2 separate regions of the Lactuca sativa genome follow, and region 1 is linked to region 2. A link is a contact called in public Hi-C data. All regions are on one chromosome and are shown on one strand. The core of a region is the stretch at or near the end of the contact, and the rest is flanking DNA. Distances in the headings are between cores, read along the strand shown.

Region 1 (4,847 bases), core at 772-3,271, 130 kb before region 2:
GACCATCAAACTTAAATATCAACGTCGTGTGGTTTTGAACGAATCTAAACAAAATGTCACATAACAACTATAGGTTAAACATTACTACGTACAAGCCAGAGAAATTATGTAGCATAACAAAATATGATATGATTTGAAGGAAGAAAGATATAAAAATATGTAGTCGCATTGTAAGGGACTAACTGTTTTCGTTTTTACAGATGGCATATAAAATTCATTAAAATGGTATAATCCAGATGAAGTATTTTTATTATAAAATAATATGTGTGCATAGCAAATATGTCAAAAATTGCAGGATGGTTAACCTACCAATATGAAGAACATCATGAGATCAAATAATTGCAAAACCTAGATTCAGTCGCAAGCATTTCTTTATCCACTTTAGATACATCAAAAAATATGCCTATTTGGTGATTATGAAGAAACTCATTAAAACTCATAAGGAGAACATGATTTTGACTTTTCATGCACTAATTAATAAAGAACTTAAGGAGTGTAGAAATATGGATAACAGGATAAGATAGTACTTACCTTCCATTTATATCCTTCCCTTTTAAACCAGCAATTTCTACAAGCGCTTTATTCCATTTTTCCATCTTTTGAGCCAATTTACTTCTTTTATTTGCATCTGTCTCTGCCTCCATCCTCTGTCTATGTTTAGCCATTGCATCTCCAAAGCTACTTTTTTGCTTCCTGGCATGGGTGGGCTCCACATGATAAAAGACGGGGACTACAACATGATTGGATTTCATTCGTTGCTCAAGGATCAACACCATTTCATCAAGACACCTAATGGAAGTAGCATAACTTTTAGACAACATGATAATAGAAGCCCTAGATACTTTAATAGCACTCTCCAATTCCGGTTTCAGATCTTCCCCTATTTCAATCTCTTCATCATCCAAGAAGGTAGTGATTTTGGCATCCATGAGTGCCTTATAAAGGTAAGTGGTAAAATGACGATTATCAACACCTCTGAAACTTAAAAATACGTCATATCTATGACCTTTATGAGTTGATGAAGAAGATGAAGATCCTTCTGAATGTTCTGAGAGAACAACCATTATGAGTTATGAGACAATGATCTCCTTATATATTGGTGGTGTATTAATTCCAATAAGCTCTAAAACTCAGTTTTCTCTGGACATCATTGGTTATGAATTTTGGTTTCACAATTTATCTATTTTGTGTCTCTCAGATAGAAAATAATGTGTTCTGAAGCTTTTAAATCCCACCCTTTCCACACTTGTGCCTCAAACTCAAGATCCCATACATAATGTCTGTACATAAAATCCACATTATTAATACCATACACAACTTAAATCTCATTAAACAGTATAACCTCAACAATAATATACCTTATATGCTTCAAAATAAAATATCTGAACGACTTCAAAAACATGTGAATTAGACTGCTTCAAAAACAGACAACATATATGCAGATAATTTTGGATATAGAATCACCATAAATTTAGATCTGAATTGTGTAAATATTGGTTACTCAGTTAATTAAGTGTTACATCTCATGAAGGGAACTCCAAACATTTACTAGATGTGAATAAACAATAAAAAGATCCAAACACGATAAAAAGATCCAAACAAAAGACTGAATTAATGAATTGGAAACTATAAAGAAATAGAGGAAGTATATTTCCTAATTGAAATATAAAACTAAACACATGCAATTCAAATAATCGATATTTCAATCTGGTAATAATAGATTTTTTCTAAAAAAAAACCCATATGATTATGATGTGATTTATGATTGATGATGAAATTGGTCAACAATTAGTCAAACTAGCTAGTAAGAATGTGTTTTCATATTTATCTGAGGAAAAAAAAGAGACCTGAAGTGAAGAGGAAAGAGGAAGAACCAACGGCGATTAGAAAGAGGAGGAAGATGAGCGAAAACTACAGAACGAACGACGATCACTGTAAATCTTCAGTGAAACTGCCAGTCAACGATTGAGTGAGACGACGACCCGAGTCTCGAAGAGAGAGGAGAGAGGGTCGAGTCTTTTTTTTTTTTTTTAATCAACCCATTATAAATTTTTTAATAAGTTACAAACTTGGTCCTTATGCTTTATTTAAAATCCCAGGTTTTTATCCAAGTTTCAATTTTGTTTAATAACCTCAAAACATGCTCTTAGTCCCATATTCCATAGTGGATAGTCTCCTTATTGTGCCCTTGGACAGAACCTAAAAAAATATAAATCAAATCTACTCCACTTTTGGATAAGAGGACACCAACCTTTAATTCGATGATAATTTCGTCCAATACCGAGTAGGTTTTTAGCCAAGTGACCCATATTATCCACAATTTCAATCCCATGAATCCTATATAATCGATCTTGTTCATGATTAGTTTCAACAAAAGAAATTATCACCGATGACATCTTTGAATATCAGTAAAATCTTGATCTGTTTTTCTCCTAGATGAAGAAATACTGAGGGGGACATAATAAAGGTGGTCATGAGAGTGGACCAAGCAGGGACAGCTATTATGTTCCATTGTAGACTTGAAACTAGAATGTAATCGAAAATTGCCAATAAAGTATTAAAAATTTGAAGACCCTATATTTTAGAGCAGGGAAATGGGAAGAATGGTGGTGATGAGGCATTTTTATCGAATATGGGGATCAGAGACACTTATAATACTAACTAGCTAATAAAAATACAAAATGAATCAAATAAAGGACACTATGCTTATTTTACTAAGCAAAAGCGTTACAAAAAATCAAATTAATGATAACACAGAAAATTAATTTTTTTAAGTACTAAAACCGAACAATCAACTAAAATCAAGGACAAAAAGTAATTTATTATATTTTTTATGTAAGTACAAATTGTGTAACAAAGACTAATTTTCGTGGAGTAAATTACAAAAAAATTACCTATTGTATAATCAAAATTAAAACTTCGGTCGAAGTTTTGATTCCATCTCTTGGTTTTAATTTGTCGTATATACCACCCCTATCGCTAAAGTCGGCAAAGAAAATACATTTGCCTTTACCATCTTATCCTTTTTTTTTTTTTTAAATTATTACTATTAGTCGAATATACATGCATTTCCGTGGAGTAAAATTATAGAGTTAAAATTTGATAAATACATATCGAAAAAAATTATGTTATTGATATTAAATAATAGCTTCTTACACTAAATTGTTATATAAATTTGTAATGATTTTGAATCATATTAGAACATCTATTAAAAATATATGGTTTAATGACCAATGCATGCAGCTGACGTGTGAATGAAACTAAATATAATTTTCGACTTAAAGGGTGTTTGAATAGGAAAAAAATAGGGTGCTTCTTGCTTATTGTTTATTCCCATCACAATAAGCTAACTTTAAGTGTTTGGATATAAATCTTAAAAAATCAGTTTATTGTGGTAGAAATAAGTTAAATAAGCTGATTTTAATAAGCACCCCCTTGCTTATTGCTTATTATTGTTTATTCCACCACAAACACTTTTGCAAAAACTGCTTATTCCTACCGCAATAAGGTAATAAGCTATAATCTAATTTATCCAAATTTTTTTTAACTATGCTTAATTAATTTAGAAATTATGTATTTGACATTTCTTTATAAGGTAACATAATGTAATTCATAAGGCTATCAAATTTTTAACTATTGTTATTGTAATTAATTTAAAAACTATTTATTTGGAAAAATTACAATTATTACAAAAAAATTGTTTTAGAAATTTATAGTTAATTTGACATGTTGATTTAGTTTTACATTTAAACATTTTCAATTATTTTCAAAAATAGTCTAAATTTTTTAAAATTGATTTGATAGTTTGATTTATATTTTGGATTTAACAGAATATCTAAATTAACATTTTAAAAATATTATAATAATTAATAAAAAAATCTAGTATTAATATGATCATATTTCATATTTTAACATATTAAAATTAATAAAATAAATATATTAGTACTGAGAATTGTGGAAATCCCTCTTACATAGGGATGTGTATATTGATCGGTATATATATATATATATATATATATATATATATATATATATATATATATATATATATATATATATATATATATAGTTAATTTACAATTGGGTTCCTATACTACACAATCATAAATAAACATCCCCAACTAGAATATATATCCCCAACTAGAATATATATTTAAGACACCCCCTTAGTTTGAGCATAGGGTTTCGAATGTTTAAATTATCTTCAAAATCTGGAAACAACTGTGTAGGAAGACCCTTTGTAAATATATGTGCATACTGATACGCTTATGGGACATGCAAAACACACATATGACCAATCGCAACACTTTCCCTAACAAAATGTAATCAACTTCCACATGCATGGCTATTTAGTGCTGAACTAGGTTTGAGACTAAGTACATAGCATTGACATTGTTACAACAGACAATTGTAGCACAAGACAATAGACAATAAAGTTTGAGAAGGGGATTACATAGCCAAGTAGTGTCAGCAACTATATTACCTACCCCCCCCCCCCCCCCCCCCCCGGAACTTGGCTTCGGCACTAGAACAAGAGACAACGTGATGCCGTTTCGTGAACCATGAAAGGAGATTTTCTCCAAGATAGACATAGAACCTAGATGTTGACCGAAGAGTAGTAGTGGCCCCAAAGAGGTAAATGGAAGGGGAAAAAATCAACCCCTCCTGCTAATGCTCTCGTTCTCACCATTGAAAAAGGTAAAGGGAAGAAAAGGAAGGCTACTCCCAAAGCTAACTGGAAGAACAAGGCCCGTGTAGGGTCATTAAGAAATGGGCCAAAGGCTAAGCCCAACTCAGAAATTCTAGATGTTAGTGACCTTAAAGAGGTCATTTGTTACTATTGCGAT
Region 2 (5,101 bases), core at 629-3,128:
AAGCTTTTGTATCCCAGGATTTCCTCAATTATGTCTGTACAAAAAATAAAAAATTTTAATACCTTATGTAACTTAAATCTCATCAAAGAATATAACCTCAACAATAATACCTTATAATCATTAAAATAAATTTTGTAAACGACTAAAAAACAATACATATGCACCTGACAGTAATACTTTAATCTGATTAATCCACCACAGACATCCCTAATATTGTCTAAATAATTTCCATCTAAAGTTAAGTTAAACAATCCTCAAACAAATCAACACCAAATACCATTCTAGAAACAACTACAAGATGCACTATTACATCCTAGGAAGGGAATTGCAAAAACGTATTGGCAATTTCCAAATTTCACTAGATAAGAACAAACAATTAAAAGATCCAAACGCAAGAATATATAAGTTTCTTGAAATGGTTGTTTGTAGATCCCCCTATATTGGCAAGAACAATCTTGTTAAATTTGATTTATCTATCCAAATGATAGAAGTTTGATTTATCTACATGCAAGTAACAATGTGACGACTTTGCTTTGTAATGCCCCTCGAACATGACTTCAAGTTAACCAAACCTTACTTTTAATCACAACATCCACATGAAAATACTATCAAAGGGATTGATATAATCCAAGAGTTATCGCAGTTGAGAAAGTGTCCAAGAGTTATTGCATTTAAAAGTAGATATAATCCCTGCTCCATGCAAGAAAACTAAAAGCAGAACTAGAACAATGAGTGTTCAGCTAGGCCGAGTTTTCCCTTCTGCAACAATGAGCATGTCAAAGAGGGCTAATTATGTTACAAAGAGGGCTTTGCCCGACATTATAGGTGTTCAATATAAGGTTAATATCATCAAAGACCCTATAATTTGGGTTTTTTCCGGATTAAACCTCAACATTATTTTTTTTTCCTAAAAATGACCTTGTTTATTTTTTTTATTTTTCATTTTTTCTGATTTGGTTTACTGGTAAGTAATCTTCCGGTTTTACAAATTTTTACAGAAAAACCCTCAGAGTTTTCCTTCTTTTCGGAAACAACCTTCCCATTTGACACGATAAAGTTAAGGTTTAATCTGGGTTCCAGAAAAATGCAAGTTCTTTTAAGAAAAAAATGGAAAAATTAACCCTTAAACTAAGCAGAAGATTATTCGGAAAATATGGAAAATGCAAGGTCTTTTTAAAGGAAAAAAATAAAGTAAAGGTTTAATCCGAATAACCCAAAGTATAAGATCTTTTATATATTAATCCTTAGATTTACAAAGAAATCCATTATCAATTTGTAAATAAACGGCATATAATCCTAATTTGTTATTCATGGAATATAACACCTAAAAGCACTCCACAACAACCGATACTTCTTAATATCTGGCTTCAACAAGTCGGCAAGTTCAACACGTTTAGGTTACTGTTCAGGACTTCAGGTTCAAAAAGAATCATATGTAGAGAATCGTCTTTGTGAGTTGGAAGATGTAGATGGATTAAGAAAGTACATGTTGCACTCTGCACTACCCTAACTGAAATACAAAACTGAAAAAAGTAACAGAATTAATTGAAATTTCAATCCCATGTTATGAACAAACACATGATTAGATATGCGATTTATAGTTAATAAAAGATAAAACTGTCTAACATGTGAAACTAACTGAAAGGGCTTTCACATTTACCTGCCTAGCTACAGAATAACAACGAGACCTGAAGCAGTGAGAATAGCGGATGACGAATGAAAACTGCAGAGTGAACGGCGCAAAGTCCCCCCGGTAAACGGCAAGTCAACGAGGAAGGAAGGGAGACGGCAAGGAATTGAGACAGAATGTGTGGTTTTCCTTTTGCCTTAACTATTGAGACTTGAGAGGAGGCTTTCACGATATTTCCTCTTTGAATTCTTCTTCTACAAAAATGATGTTAAATTTTCTAGAGAAAATACAGAAATAGTCCTTGTGGTTGTTAAAAGATTGCTGTTTTAGTCTAATATATATATTTTTTAGACAAAATTTCAAAAGTGGTCCTAATTAATATATATATATATATATATATATATATATATATATATATATATATAGAGAGAGAGAGAGAGAGAGAGTTAGGTTCAAATATTTCTAGCAAATAGTATGTGCCTAAATGCACCAATGAGAATTCATGAATAATAAATCATTAAATAAATTAAAAAAAGGTATAATGGTAAACTTACTATATCTAATTATGGTAAAAATTAAGTCAATTAATCTCTCCTTAATTAGTTTAACCCTACAAAGCCAACATCCCTAACCATCGACGGCTTCCTCAAATCATTGATACCTCTGTACCTTAATTTCCACCAGAAATCGATTCATACATCCGAGCACCACCGTCGGCCTTTTATCCCCCATCATGACAGCAACTTCTAGATCCTCTATTCGACTACTCTTCTTCCTCATCTTCATATTCGTCGCCTTCCATCCACCTGATGCCTCCATGCTTACAGATGGTGGCAAAAAATAGATTGATTGAAATAGAATGCCTGAAAGATGTTCAATTAAAGTCGTCAGAATAAGATTATGTCTTTCTTTTCATATCTGATTTTGAGTTTTTGAGCCGACAATACTGAACCATAAGACAACTATTGAACAACAAGACCACAGGTTTGATTTAATGTTTATGTGATTCTTTTTAATCTATATTTTCTATCTTTGGTTCTTAGTTATTGCATATACGATGACATATACTACTCTAATTTGTATTTGTGTTTTGGTTTTATTAAAACAATGGATATAAATAACACATACTGTTTATGCCTGAGAGAAGACAGAATGACAACTAAGACTAATGATTGATAACTGTATGAATTACAATAGTAGGAGGTGAGAAATATCAATTCTTCTCTTTGACTTTTGAATATATACTTTTGAAATATTAATTCCCCAATCTAAATCCGTAGAGACACACGATCATTTCTAAAGCAGTGGAATTTTTATACATTAATTGTTTATCCCATTCTTAAAGAATCAGATAGTGAGAAATATCAATTCTTCTCTTTGACTTTTGAATAGATACTTTGATTATAAAAGTTTAATTCAGTAATTGGTTTGGAATTGTTTTTATACTTGTTCTTCTATGTTTTATTGTAGTGATTCTGAATATAAAAGTCAATTTTATGTTAGAATCTTGTTTTGCATATACTGGCTTTAATTGTTTTGTTTTTCTAAACCATTTGAATTGAGTAAAATTATATAAAAAAAAAACTAAAAACTTATGAGTTTTGTAGATAATAAGAAGAAAACAAAAACTAAAAGTTGGTGTGTATTTTTGGTGGTGATGTAAGCATGAACATGTGTTTCTTTCAAATATTCATGATTCAGATATTCTGTTGGAATTTAATGTATGTTAGGATGATGCAGAAATGATGAGGTAACTTATGAAAAAAAAGATATATGATACTTCATTCTCAAATAATGAAGAAAAACAACAATATTCTTTCAGAATTTCGGGATTCAACATCTAAAAACAGCAATATTCTTTCAGAATTCAAGAATTCGAGAAGAAAACATGGACAACGAGAGTATTTTAGCATAATGTTGTTATTTTTTAAGAATGTCATTCATTTTTGTTGATATTCTTTTAGAATATTTATAACTATATTAAAATGTATAAGACTTTTAGTCTGTAAGAATATGTGAACGACCCCAACTTTCGTATTTTTGAAAGACCCAAACTTTCATACTTCACAATATTATTACTCCAAAACATGCTACTTGCATATTCATAAAAGCAATATATTACATTGATAAAGAAATTACAAACTACTGGATACAAACCGACTATTACAAAGTGTTATATATTACATAACTACCCAGGATATTGTAATTTATACAAACATAAACTGTAGTACAAAAGTACTATTACAAACTATTCTAAATCTTTCAACATTATAAGATCATACTGGTTACTTATCACCTGCAATTGTTAAATATTGATAGGTTAAGCGGTGATGCTTAGTGAGTTCAATAATAGATACAATATAACGTTATGTTATATATATACTTCAATATGGCAGAAGCAAAGAGAAACAAGGAACAACAAAGGCATATGAGAATCATGTATTAAGCTTTTCATATCATGCGATGACATGATTCAAAGATATACAATCAATGAGACACAACAATTTCCATACTTGATATACATCAGTAAAACTTTGGCCCAAATGGCATAGTAGACATACAATTTCTGATTAACATCTTGTTAGATTTCAGGCTTATAATCATGTCTAACCGTTTGTTAATGCCATAGAATAGAAGTCATTCTCTTACGGAGACATGCTCTACATGGACAGAGGCTACATACCAGTACCAATGTGAATCTAAGTCCTTTCACTGATTACATGGTCAAAGGTATTACATTTGCTATAAAAATAGCGAATAAAAATAACACGGGAAAATAACCCGGAATAATAACACTGAAAAGCACATAGCACATATAATACATAACATACAATTGTTCCTATACATTGAACTCACCTAGAATTAACTGGGGGTCAAAATAGTAATTTGGGCAGCACTTCGGCTTTAAATATGACTTTCTATGTTGAAAACCGGGAGCTTAATTGAAAACCGGACTCTGCGAAGGTAGGATTTCAAAACCGAAAAGATAAAATTTTCGGGCTTCTCGGGAGCTTCAGGACGTGTTTTGGGTGCTAAAATTGATACCGGGGCTTCGGGGAAAGTCAAAATAGTAAATATATGGAATTAGGGTGAAAAAGTGTCAAAAATTCAAAGTTACCCGGGAAGGCTCGCAGCCTCCCTTTATATAGGGTGAGAGGGTTCGGGCCTTGTCGCTAAGAAGGGTCCACGTTGCACCTGCGAGGCTCGGTCCGGAGGAAGAGGCGTGGCTCATGCGAGCTTCGGACACGCGGCAGGAGGAACGAAGGCCACGAAGGCGCTGCGAGGCTCGGACGTGGCTCCAATGCGAAGGGTGTGTCAGAGGCTCGTGTGCAGTACATGGCTGCTTTGGATTGGGACACACGTCGCTTCTCGGATTGGGCCACAACCTCGGTGACGCACCTGCTTCGTGCGAGGTGACATGGCCTCGCCTTATCCATGCGAATTTCTCGAAAATTGCACCCAAACTTCTAA

Evidence for each region. A called contact is a pair of places that touch in the nucleus more often than the background predicts.
Region 1: a Hi-C map of leaf shows a contact between it and region 2, with 4 times the contacts expected there. The contact joins the promoter of LOC111916111 here to the promoter of LOC111916077 in region 2. A contact is called at or near these places in 2 of 4 Hi-C or Micro-C datasets (leaf and seed).

Annotation. Positions count from the first base shown.
Region 1 is chr1:151,881,064-151,885,910 of Lsat_Salinas_v11, reverse strand. LOC111916111 (disease resistance protein RUN1) reads right to left here and starts at 2,021. Exons shown (of 7, transcript XM_023911746.3): 1 at 1,848-2,021; 2 at 532-1,280. The coding sequence starts at 1,064.
Region 2 is chr1:151,751,337-151,756,437 of Lsat_Salinas_v11, reverse strand. LOC111916077 (disease resistance protein RPV1) reads right to left here and starts at 1,878. Exons shown (of 10, transcript XR_006183161.2): 1 at 1,661-1,878; 2 at 1-34.